2 separate regions of the Mus musculus genome follow, and region 2 is linked to region 1. Evidence: chromatin contacts called from public Hi-C data. All regions are on one chromosome and are shown on one strand. Each heading gives the region's core, a stretch centred on a gene start, on an enhancer-like site or on the middle of the called end of the contact. The rest is flanking DNA. Distances are from core to core; before and after follow the strand shown.

Evidence for each region. A called contact is a pair of places that touch in the nucleus more often than the background predicts.
Region 2: a Hi-C map of bone marrow-derived macrophages shows a contact between it and region 1, with 2.2 times the contacts expected there. The contact joins two enhancer-like sites. A contact is called at or near these places in 3 of 39 promoter capture datasets (the C10 cell line, liver and neutrophils), 1 of 15 datasets of contacts at CTCF or cohesin (large pre-B cells), 8 of 484 Hi-C or Micro-C datasets (B cells, ECoMG myeloid progenitors, bone marrow-derived dendritic cells and 4 more) and 4 of 115 datasets of contacts at active chromatin or transcription factors (the HPC-7 cell line, acute myeloid leukemia, embryonic stem cells and 1 more).

What each region holds. Positions count from the first base shown.
Region 1 is chr5:72,801,006-72,806,284 of GRCm38.p6, reverse strand. The region is part of intron 3 of Tec (tec protein tyrosine kinase); the gene reads left to right. Among named protein-coding and RNA genes, the nearest start is that of Txk, 51 kb to the right of the region's middle. Within about 2 kb of position 3,179, at least 113 of the 459 cell types and tissues checked have an H3K27ac peak or open chromatin away from gene starts, as enhancers often do. A contact at or near this core is called in acute myeloid leukemia and bone marrow-derived macrophages, where this site is marked.
Region 2 is chr5:72,880,169-72,885,447 of GRCm38.p6, reverse strand. No RefSeq gene overlaps it. Among named protein-coding and RNA genes, the nearest start is that of Tec, 14 kb to the right of the region's middle. Within about 2 kb of position 2,852, at least 22 of the 459 cell types and tissues checked have an H3K27ac peak or open chromatin away from gene starts, as enhancers often do. A contact at or near this core is called in acute myeloid leukemia and bone marrow-derived macrophages, where this site is marked.

The DNA of each region.
Region 1 (5,279 bases), core at 1,930-4,429:
CATCTTGTCCTAATAAGTTTCCCTATTCCTGCGTCTCATTCTGAGGTCTGAACTCATCCAGTTCTGGGATTCTACTTTCTGTGTATAGCTCAGTCCTGCCCTTTGCCCTTTTCCTCCCCCCCCCCACGCCCACCCGAATCCACACCACCACCGCTTCTAAGGCAAATACAGTAACCTCTGTCTGTATCAGGACAGAGTTACCTGTTACCACGAGATCCCTGACTGGTTTCAAATGTAGAAAGTGTTTTTCTTCTCTCAGTGTAGATACTGAGAGTAAAGCCCAGAGGCAGCTCAGGATTCGCTCCAGGGCTGGATCCAAACTAAAGGACCTTATTCTTGCCTTTCTTGCCATTCTCCTCGTTTACCTTCTTTACCGTGGCCCAAGATGACAACTTGCGCTTTAGCCATCTTATCCCAGTGGAAGCCGCAAGAAGCAGGAGAGGTGGGTGGGCAGGAGGAGCTGTCTCGCGCCAGAGCCAGCTCCCTTTAGCAACCTTCTCTTGTGTTTCACACAGAGCCTTTTCATCAACCATATTGGTGAGAACTTAGCCACATGATGAGATTGAGGTACAAACTCTTTTATATTCTTGACAACTGCATACCTTCCCCAGAGTGGGTGCCGTTAGTAAGAAAATGGGCATTGTGGTAGACAACTAGCAGCCACTGTATATCCACTTTCCTCCATCTACTGTGCACAGTGGCTCTGACCAGTGATAAATGGACAAAGAGAATCATGTGCTTCCCTAAGACTTGATAGGAACATCCTATGATTCCCGTCTGCATCCCAGAAGGGAAACCACTGGCTACCCTGCTCCCAGGGACCTGTATCCCGGCTTCTCTTCACTTCCCCTCCACTCTTCTGAGTTCTGATCCTCAAAGGTTTCAGTGCCTCCCACACCCCACTGTGGAGTCTAGGCATTGGCTGCTCCCTCTTTCTAGAACACACGTCCCTCAGTTGACTGACTCAGAGCTATCTATTTCAAATCTCAGCTCAGTGACCCCATCTTCTCTAATTCTACTCCGTTTTCCCTGCTTAGGGTAGGTTTCCCTGTGTGGAACTGGGATGCAGCTCATTGGAGTGGATGTGCTAGCATGCTGCAGGGCCTAGGTTCAATCTTTAGGTATCACCTGAAACAACAACTCAACACCGTATATGTATATATCTCCCTGTGTGATGGAATTTTCCATCTTTATGTTACTTGTCTCTTTTAACACATGGGTAGGTTTTAATTTACTATTTTAATTTATTATCAGCATGATTATATTATCTTCTTTCTCTGGAGAATTTGGGATTCAGGACTAAGGAGGCCTGTGTGCAGACTTCTTTTGTGTCACGTCTCTGGAAAGGAGAACGGGAGAGAGAAGCCTTGCCTGGTCATCAGAGATACAGAGCAGGACTCAGAGCCATATTTAGAGCCATCCTACCATGCTCACTTGCTGCTGTCTGTTCTTAGGGAGGTGGTTCCCTAAGGGCACAAGTTCTAATCTTTAGAGCCACACAGCTATGTTTGTAGCAGTGGCAGCAGGCATTGGAGCAAACTCGAGTCTCAATTTCTTCACATGTCAGTGGAGCAAACACCCTCTCTGCAAGGCTCTATGTACATACTAACCTGTTGGAATATTCCAGATTCCTCTCACTGTGGCTTAGAAGACAAGGAGATGGTGGAAACAGAGATGGAGGTGAACAGCTTCCCTCCATCAAATACTTACACAGCACGTAGAGAAGGGGGCAAAGCCTCTTCTTCTCTGCTTATTTTAGTTTTTTTCTGGCAGAGACCCTAAAAATTAGATAAGCAGTAATCCTTCCCAGTGCGTGGGCACTTCCATAGGAAAAGGAAGATGGAAAGATGGCAGTTAAAGCTAAAAGCTCGTGCTCTGGGAGACAAGCTGTAAAACTGTGACAAGCGGATGCGGCTTTGGCTAGCCCAAGAAGCAAAGATGGATAAAGGTGACCTGCACAGGGCGTGCATGCATATGAGTTGCTTTTGTGTTGTGCCAGAACACCTGACAGAGAAGCTTAGGAGAAGAAAGATGAATTCGGCTTAGAGTTTTAGTCTGTTGTGTCAGGGAAAGCTGCTCTCTGGTAGAGGGAGTGTGTAGTAGACAGAGCTCTTTACAGCAGCCAGACCAGGAAAGCAAGAGAGCAGTATCCAAAGCAGGGCTAGACTGGAACCCAAGGCATGACTCCCATGACCCACCATCACCTATGGTTCTCAACCTCTGGGTCCTAACTCCCACAGGGGCCACACATCAGATATCCTGCACCTCAGTTGTTTACATTATGATTCACGGCAGTAGCAAAATTCCTGTTAGGAAGTAGCAACAAAACAATTGTATGGTTGGGGGTCAGCACAACATGGGGAACTGTATGAAAGGCTTGCAGCCTTTCAATATAGCACAGCCTGGTACTTAAACGTACGCCTTTGGGAACATTTTCCCAACAATACACATGGTTCTCTGTCAGCTCCTTGTCCAAGGTGATGGGGACATGTTTCTTACTATGGCTGTGGAGACACTCCCCACCGGGGGGGGGCGGGTGTGGGGGGGGACTTCAGGAAGAGAGTGCAGGTCAGTGTGCCTTGCCTGTATTTGATATTTCCAGTGCTTTCTAACAGAGAATTGTCCTATCCATCCCTGTCTACTGGGGGTGGCATTCCATGTGAAAATATGTCCCAGACTATGACGCGGAATCAGAAGGGAAGCACAGGCAGGGTGATCCCAGAGCCACCCACACCAGTGTTTCTCAACCTGTGGGTCTTGACCCATCTGGGGGTCGCATCTCAGGTATCTTGCATGTCAGATGCTTACATTACAATTCATACCAGTAGCAAACTAACAGTTAGGAAATAGCAACAAGATAATGTTAATGCTTGGGGGTCAGCACAACATGAGGAAATGTATTAAAGGGTCACAAAAGGTTGAGAATCACTGCTCTATGCTGTGTTACCCCTGGATAAGTCTCTGATCCCCTTTGGCTGGCCAAATTGTGCATTTGCACAGGAGTCTACCGTGCACTAATGCTGCTATTTGCTAGCATCCGAGGCCATCTTAGAGCCTGCCTGAGTGGTATGTGCGTGCCTTTCAACTCTTACTGCTTGAGTGAAGAGGAGAAGCTTTAGCCAAAGGTGTCCCCTGCTTTTGTTCACAGAGTGCTCCTGGCCTCTGGGTGAGTCAGCCCCCTGCTCTGGTTTCAAGCTGTAAGTGAGACAGCTTAAATAAGCTCAAAGGCTAAAAATAGCCCAGTCACATGAACCGTCAGTCATCTTTTTTAGAGAAGATTTGCAAAACCCGAGGAAGTCAAGGTAAATTGGTTGAAAACAACAGATGTTGAAGCCAGACAGGATGGCACAGGCCTGCCTCTGGGAAACAGATGTAGGAGGATTGCTGTGAGTTCGAGTCTAGCCTGATCTACAGAGTTTCAGGGCAGTCAGGACTTTATAGCTAGACCCTGTGTTAGAAAAACAAAACAAAAGAAGAAGGAAGAGGAGGAGGAGGAGGGGGGGGGAGGAGGAGGAGGAAAAGAGCAGATGTTGGTGGACAGTGGTCATTTCTGTTTCCTCTTAAAATCTTAGAGAACTTACTTTATCCCCCATGTCCCAAGCTGGACTCTCATTTCATTTTATTTGGTAAGGCAGCTGATGTTTGATACCTGACCTCCCGTGAGCCTCACTGGAGTCTTGAAGGTTGCAGTGAGTGAGTCTTTCCTTATGTCTAGGATCCAGTGCTGCACCTTTCCTAGGCCTCCTGTGGTTTTAGAGTATTAGTAGCTAACTTAAGGTAGCACTTGCCATGTTCCCGTAATACAACCAATTTAAGCTTATCCCAACTAGTTTACAAACAAATGAGACTCAGACTATGGTTATTTTATTTGGCTTTGACAATTACTACGGAGTAACCCCTAATCTACTCTTCTAACTGCTGGCTTGGCTACCTCCCCAGCGGTGTACCCCAAAATACTTGCTATTTCTCCTGGCCATGTGCTCATGGTCCATCTTCCCCCATGGCGGCTTCCTCTGTCCTCCTTCCTCCTTCTCCCCCTGGTCTCTACTCCTCCAACCAGGTCAGTCTAAACCCACCTACCTCTAATCCCTCCAGTAATCGGCTGTAGCCAATTTTATTTAACTAGTAGTTTTAAATCAGGGGGAAAAGTTTTGCACAAAAGCTTGTACACATGAGAAATTACTCATAGGTCTAGACCTTTGGTAGCATTACAGTACCTAGCAGCAGACCAAACCTCAACACAGCTTTTCCCCTAATGCAACAGGAATTGACAGTTTAAATTCTTACTACAAGCCAACAGAGTTCTTGATGCTGTTACTCATCGCATTTTATAGCTAGGGGAAGAGGTACAGGGAGCTTGGATCAGTTGTTCAAGAAGAGTCCAGACGCTGGCCACTTCCCACTTCAGCTCCCCAGGTACAAGCACTCATTTCTTTATTTCTCGTGCGCGCGCGTGCATGTGTGTGTGTGTGTGTGTGTGTGTGTGTGTGTGTGTAGGGTTCTGCAGAGCAAACTAAGGCCCCGTTACTTATAAAGCAAGCACATCACCAACTGATGTCCTCAGCTTTACTTTGATGCATCTTAATGTACCAGTCACCCGGATACTTAAAGTTTCTAGTCCTGGCAGAGCATCTTGGAAACTACATCTCTCCAACTCCCCATGCTTTGTGCCTCCCACAGTCTTTCTTCTTTTCTTTTTTGGGGGAAACTCTTATCTGTGATTCAAGGTCTGATTCAGGGAAGTGTCTCCCTCATGAGGATTTCTCTGATCTGTCCCCTGGACCAATGAACCTCTTCCTGGGTCCCACTGCTATATCCCACCCCACTATAGAAGTTCTTCGTCCTTGGTTGTCTGGTTAACAGTTCCCTGTATCTTACCAGTAGAAGCTGTATAAATGTTGGGTAATGAAGCTGGAAGGAAGAAGATGTAGGAGAGAGAACAGGTAGTGTAAAGGGATTCAATTGTTAGTCCCTATTTATTGTCCTTCCCAAGAAGCATGTAACTTTGATTTAGAAGTGGACACTCAGTGTGAACCCCCATCCTTTCATGACAAAACGTTTGATAAATCATGATGTTTACATTCATAATCTCCATAAGCCATGTAATCATTTTGGCAATCAAAATTGCCTATAATGTAAAATGATTACCCCTATTCTAGGTTAGTTAGGTGAATCTAGCTAATTAAAGCTAATCAAATTCAAACATTTTCCTGGGTCAACACCAGATATCATTGCACTTTGTTGGAAGCTAGTGGTGGCCACACCACACGTGCCTCTGC
Region 2 (5,279 bases), core at 1,603-4,102, 79 kb before region 1:
AGGGCCCCTCTCCTAGATGGGGTCAGCTCAATGTGTTCAGCTGGCAGGGACATGTCTCTTCTTAAAATGTGTGGAGACTACCCGCACACTTTAGAGTCCTTCCATGGCTGTATATCAGCCCTATGGAAAGGTTGGATCTGGCGGGTCCCGCCATTTTTTTCTAGACTTCTGGATTCCCTTGTAACTTGGTGGGATGGCCGTCCTTTCAAGCATGCGCAGCCAGACAGCTTTCGTTCCATTCTAGGATTCTAACCCTTCCTGACAGGAGCTCTGTTGTCAACAATGGTTTCCCACCCACTGAATCTCACAGCCATACATAAGGGTGTGCAGAAGCTGGCTGTCTTTATTATGTTTTTAGATGTACTTATTTTTATGTGCATGTCTGCCTGCACATATGTATGGTCGCCGCGTGTATGCCTTGTGCCCACAGAGGTCAGAAGAGGGTAGCAGAATCTCTGCAGCTGGAGCTCTGGATGGCTATAGGTTACCATGTGTGTGCCAGGAACAGAACCTGGGCCCTCTGGAAGAGGAGCAGATGCTCTTAACCACCCAGCCATTTCTCCAGGCCCCAGTCGGTGTCTTGTTTTTCACATTCAGAAGTAGACATTGCTGACCCTACCTAGATGGTAGATCTCTTTGTTTCACAACCCCCAAGGAATACCAAGTCATGAATCATTATGGTGTGGGGGAATAAAAGACATGACAATGTCGCCGGGCGGTGGTGGCGCACGCCTTTAATCCCAGCACTTGGGAGGCAGAGACAGGTGGATTTCTGAGTTCGAGGCCAGCCTGGTCTACAAAGTGAGTTCCAGGACAGCCAAGACTATACAGAGAAACCTTGTCTCGAAAAACCAAAAAAAAAAAAAAAAGACATGACAATGTCGCAAAGATATCTCATCATACGTCATCTGAGTATAATGTCTCACAGGAAGAAATGGTTATGTCCTGACAGTGAAAGGGACAGGAAAATGTTTTGATACCATGAACAAAGCCATACAAAATGAAAGCCCCTACACAGACACCAAGAAAGAATGCACAGCCCTCCACTGCTCATCTTGTGCATGTTTAGTCTGGTGAGTTATGGGCAAGATGTTATTGCTGGGTTTTCTAAAATGCTTGTAATCACCGTCATAAGTAGGGGGAAATGAATTTACTGGGACAAACAGAGAAATCTTTCATGGTATGTTAATACACTTCCTTGAACAGAAGAAGAAGAAGAAGAAGAAGAAGAAGAAGAAGAAGAAGAAGAAGAAGAAGAAGAAGAAGAAGAAGAAGAAGAAGAAGAAGAACAAGAAGAACAAGAAGAACAAGAAGAAGAGGAAACTTTGACATTTATAAAGAGCCTATTCTGTGGTAAGCCATTCTAGAGGTTTATTAACTGTCTTGTCAGGGAGTGTTTCTGTCATTAACTCTCTTCTGCTATATTTTAATGTCTCTAATTTCTGGCTGAAGTCCTAGCTGTTTATTTTACCAATGTTATAACTGTGGTTAACCACGGGGGAAAGTATCCTTATGCAATAATGTAACTAACAACATGTTGGCTAAAGTATCACATGCTCTTTGGAAGTATGACAGATTATGTAAACTTCCATCTTAGGGCATTGTGAGATGTGGGGATAGGCACGAACTGAACTGTTTGCTTTTGCTGCCTTAGCGCCTATTGCTTTCCTTTTCTTTTTGCTACCATAGTTCTTTCTCTTCTCTTCTCTTCTCTTCTCTTCTCTTCTCTTCTCTTCTCTTCTCTTCTCTTCTCTTCTCTTCTCTTCTCTTCTTTTCTTTTCTTTTCTTTTCTTTTCTTTTCTTCAAGACAGGGTTTCTCTGTGTAGCCATGGCTGTTTGGAACTCACTCTGTAGACCAGGCTGGCCTCGAACTCAGAAATCCACCTGCCTCTGCTTCCCAAGTGCTGGGATTAAAGGCGTGCACCACCACTGCCCGGCTGCTACCACAGTTCTTAAGCTTATAGGTTATTTACTCAGTCATTACACTTTATGATTTTAAATTGGTTTTACTGATCATTTTCTACTAATCTGAATGATTTGAAATAGCTGGAGTTTTTATTTTATTTTATTTTATTTTATTTTATGTGTATTTGTATTTTGCCTGCATGTGTGAGGGTGTCAGATTCCCTGGAACTGCAGTTGCAGACAGTTGTTAGCTGCTATGCAGGTGCTGGGAATTGAAGCCAGGTCTTCAGGAAGAGCAGCCAGTGCTCTTAACCATGGATCCATCTTCCTAGACCCTAGCTGGAGTTTCAAAAAGTCTCTGCATTAAAATCTAGATGAGGACTTGTGTTATTAATTATTTTTATAATTATATTAATACTATCTTTATTTATAATTTATAATATATTTATAATTTATAAATATAATTAATGTTATAATTATAAATATAAATTATTTTAATCTAATATTTTGTGCATATATGTGCACTTTGTGTATTCAGAAGTTAGAAGAGGACATTGGATTCCCTGGAACTGGAGTTCCAGGTGACTGTGAGCCACCTGGTGGGTGCTGAGTGTGGAACCTGGATCCCTTGTCAGGGCAACAAGTGCTCCTGACTCGGAGCCATCTCTCCAGCCCCTCTTGTACTATTTGAAAAAACAAAACAAAACAAAACAAACAACAACAACAACAACAACAAAACCCAAAAAACCAGTCTTCCCTCTCAATTAGATGATTTTTGACTGGAGTATATTTAACCCCTCCATTGATAAATGTGTATCTTTCTGTGGGTTTATGATTAACTGACTCACAAGTGGCAAAAAAGTCAGAACACAGTATTCATAGCCTAGACGGACTAGCCTAATTATACTAGACCTATGTCATCCAAGGCCAACAGAGTTGCACAGTCATGTGGACCAGTTCAGATAGCAGAGCTGTGTGGCAGTTCTTGCTCAAGATGACAGAGTGTATGCTATTTTTACGAGTAGTGGAGATAATGGGAAAACTAACTCTATGCTTTAAATAGTCCTTTCCACACTCCATATTGACTTTGCACATGGCCTGAAGGAAAATAGAATTTAGCTATAGTAGATATACTCCGGGGGCAGTTAGTTGACAACCAGGCACTTTGAAAGCTTGAGTTGTAAGAATTTATTAGGAGAAAAAGAGGAAAGCAGGACCAGTTCTCTAAGTTGGCAGTCTTCAGCATAATGTGCAGAGCACTGTGTAGTTTCAGGAATGCCCAAAGGGAGTGAGCGGCTGGCCCAGACCTCTGTGTGTGCACTCTGGGATGTCCCAGTTTGGGGAATCTGTTCTGGGACTAGGTTTGAGGTTTTTCCAAATTCTGTCTGAAGGCGTGTGGGGTGACTTTAAGGGTACTAAAGGGATCTCATGAAATATAAGACGACTAGAAATTCTGTCAGGTCACAGGTGAGCCTGTGGAAAGCTACAATGTTTTCCAAGGTGAAACACGTTTCCCAAAGGGTGATTCAGAGGGTGTGATTTCCCCACCCACTTTTCAGGGACATGAATATTACAGCGTGAACACATTGCTCAGCGTGGTCCTGATACGAGTCACGGTTCTCTAGAAGAACGCGAGCCATACTATATATATATTTATATTATCAGAAGGAATGTATAAACGGCTTACATACTTGGAGGTTCAATAGTCCCCACAGTAGCCACCAGTAGGAAGGAGATCTGGAGAAATTCCAGATCTAAAAGCTGGAAGCCTCAGAAAAACAAAACAAAACAAAACAAAACACAACAACAACAACAACAACAACATCAACAACAACAAGAACAACCAGACCTGAGATGAGGCCGGAGGCAAAAGCTGGGGGTGTAAACATCTCGGCAGGGCTACAGGTCCAAGTTCCTGTTGTCAGTACCACAAAACCTCACCCGCTAAAAGCACCTCCCAGTGTGACCACACCTGTTGTTCCCTCCTACTTTTCTGTCCTATTAGAGGATACCACCACATTGAAGGTGGAGAGAGGGTGGAATGGATGTTTTTGGGGACTGGGAGGTGGGAGGGTGGAAGGGATACTCTTGGATGCTTCCGAACTTCGGAAACCCCCAGGGACTGGAAGGGTAGCGCACACAAGGTCCAGTGGTTCCTTCCACGCAGTTCTGCCATGAGTTGAGAAACTTAGGTAGCAAAAGTTTTCCTACAGGACTAAGGCGGAGCCTAGCGGGTGGGAGTAATAAGCTATCACAGTTCAATACCTTCTACCTGGAAGCGCACCTGCCCCTCGCGACCAGCTTTGAGCAAGAGAACTCAGCACTGCCAGCAGCTGTCCAGGTGAAGGTGAATGACTCCCTGGGGTCCACGCTGTTCAGTGGAGCCGCAGCAAAGACTCTGGAAAAGTTATCCCAAGAGCGCTCTCTCCATCAGAATGCGGTCCTGGCTGTGACTCCTTGGCACAGCCCGGGTCTGGGCAACTCCACACAACAGAACAACACTGGACCCTGCTGAGGGCCCTCCTATTTTTTTGCAAATTACTTCCTTGTGGCACCAACAAGCATAATAAATGGCATCATGTTGGCAAAATAATGAAAACAACAACAACAACGACGACGACGACGACGACAACAACAATGACGGTTCCTTTCTCAGAAGGCAGGGGTTCAAGTCTTAGCGCCCACTGGACAGCTCACAACTGTCAGTAACTTCCAGGAGATCCAATACCCTCTTCTTGTCTCAGATGATACCCAGAACTCATGTGGTACACAGATAATGCATTCAAGCAAAACAGCCATACACATAAAAAATAATTAATTAAAATATAACAATCGGGATAAATTAGGTTAAATGTGATGTCAGGCTCATATTATTTTTATCTGCTTCTTTTCATACTTTTGTTGCATTTATAGTCTGTGTTGTAGTCTGTATCTTTTTTTTTTTTTAAATCAAACCGCTGCTGCTCTGAACTGACTGTATTAGAAAGGTGTCCATTCATCACAATTCCATCCCCATGGCATGCTGGGAGTTTGGCCTGGGACCACTAGAAAAGGCTCTAAGCCAGGTAAAAACAAAGAAGATCTGTCTAACTGATGGCCTACAGCGGGCACAGGAGTGAGGGCTGGCTGTGGGAGGCAGAAGCTAAGACAGATGAGCTGGTGGAGGAGAGTGGCGGACCTTTGCCCTTGCAGTGTTTCTGTTAAGTGGACTAATTTAAGTGAGTAAATTAAAAAAAAAAACCAGAACGTAACAGTAAGGTCAGGGTGGCCATGTAAGAGTGGAGACTGAAGTTTGTACTAACAATGTAATAGAACCATTCACATATATTAACGTGCTGGCTATCGTCAGCTCCGAAGGAAACTCCGGTTCCACG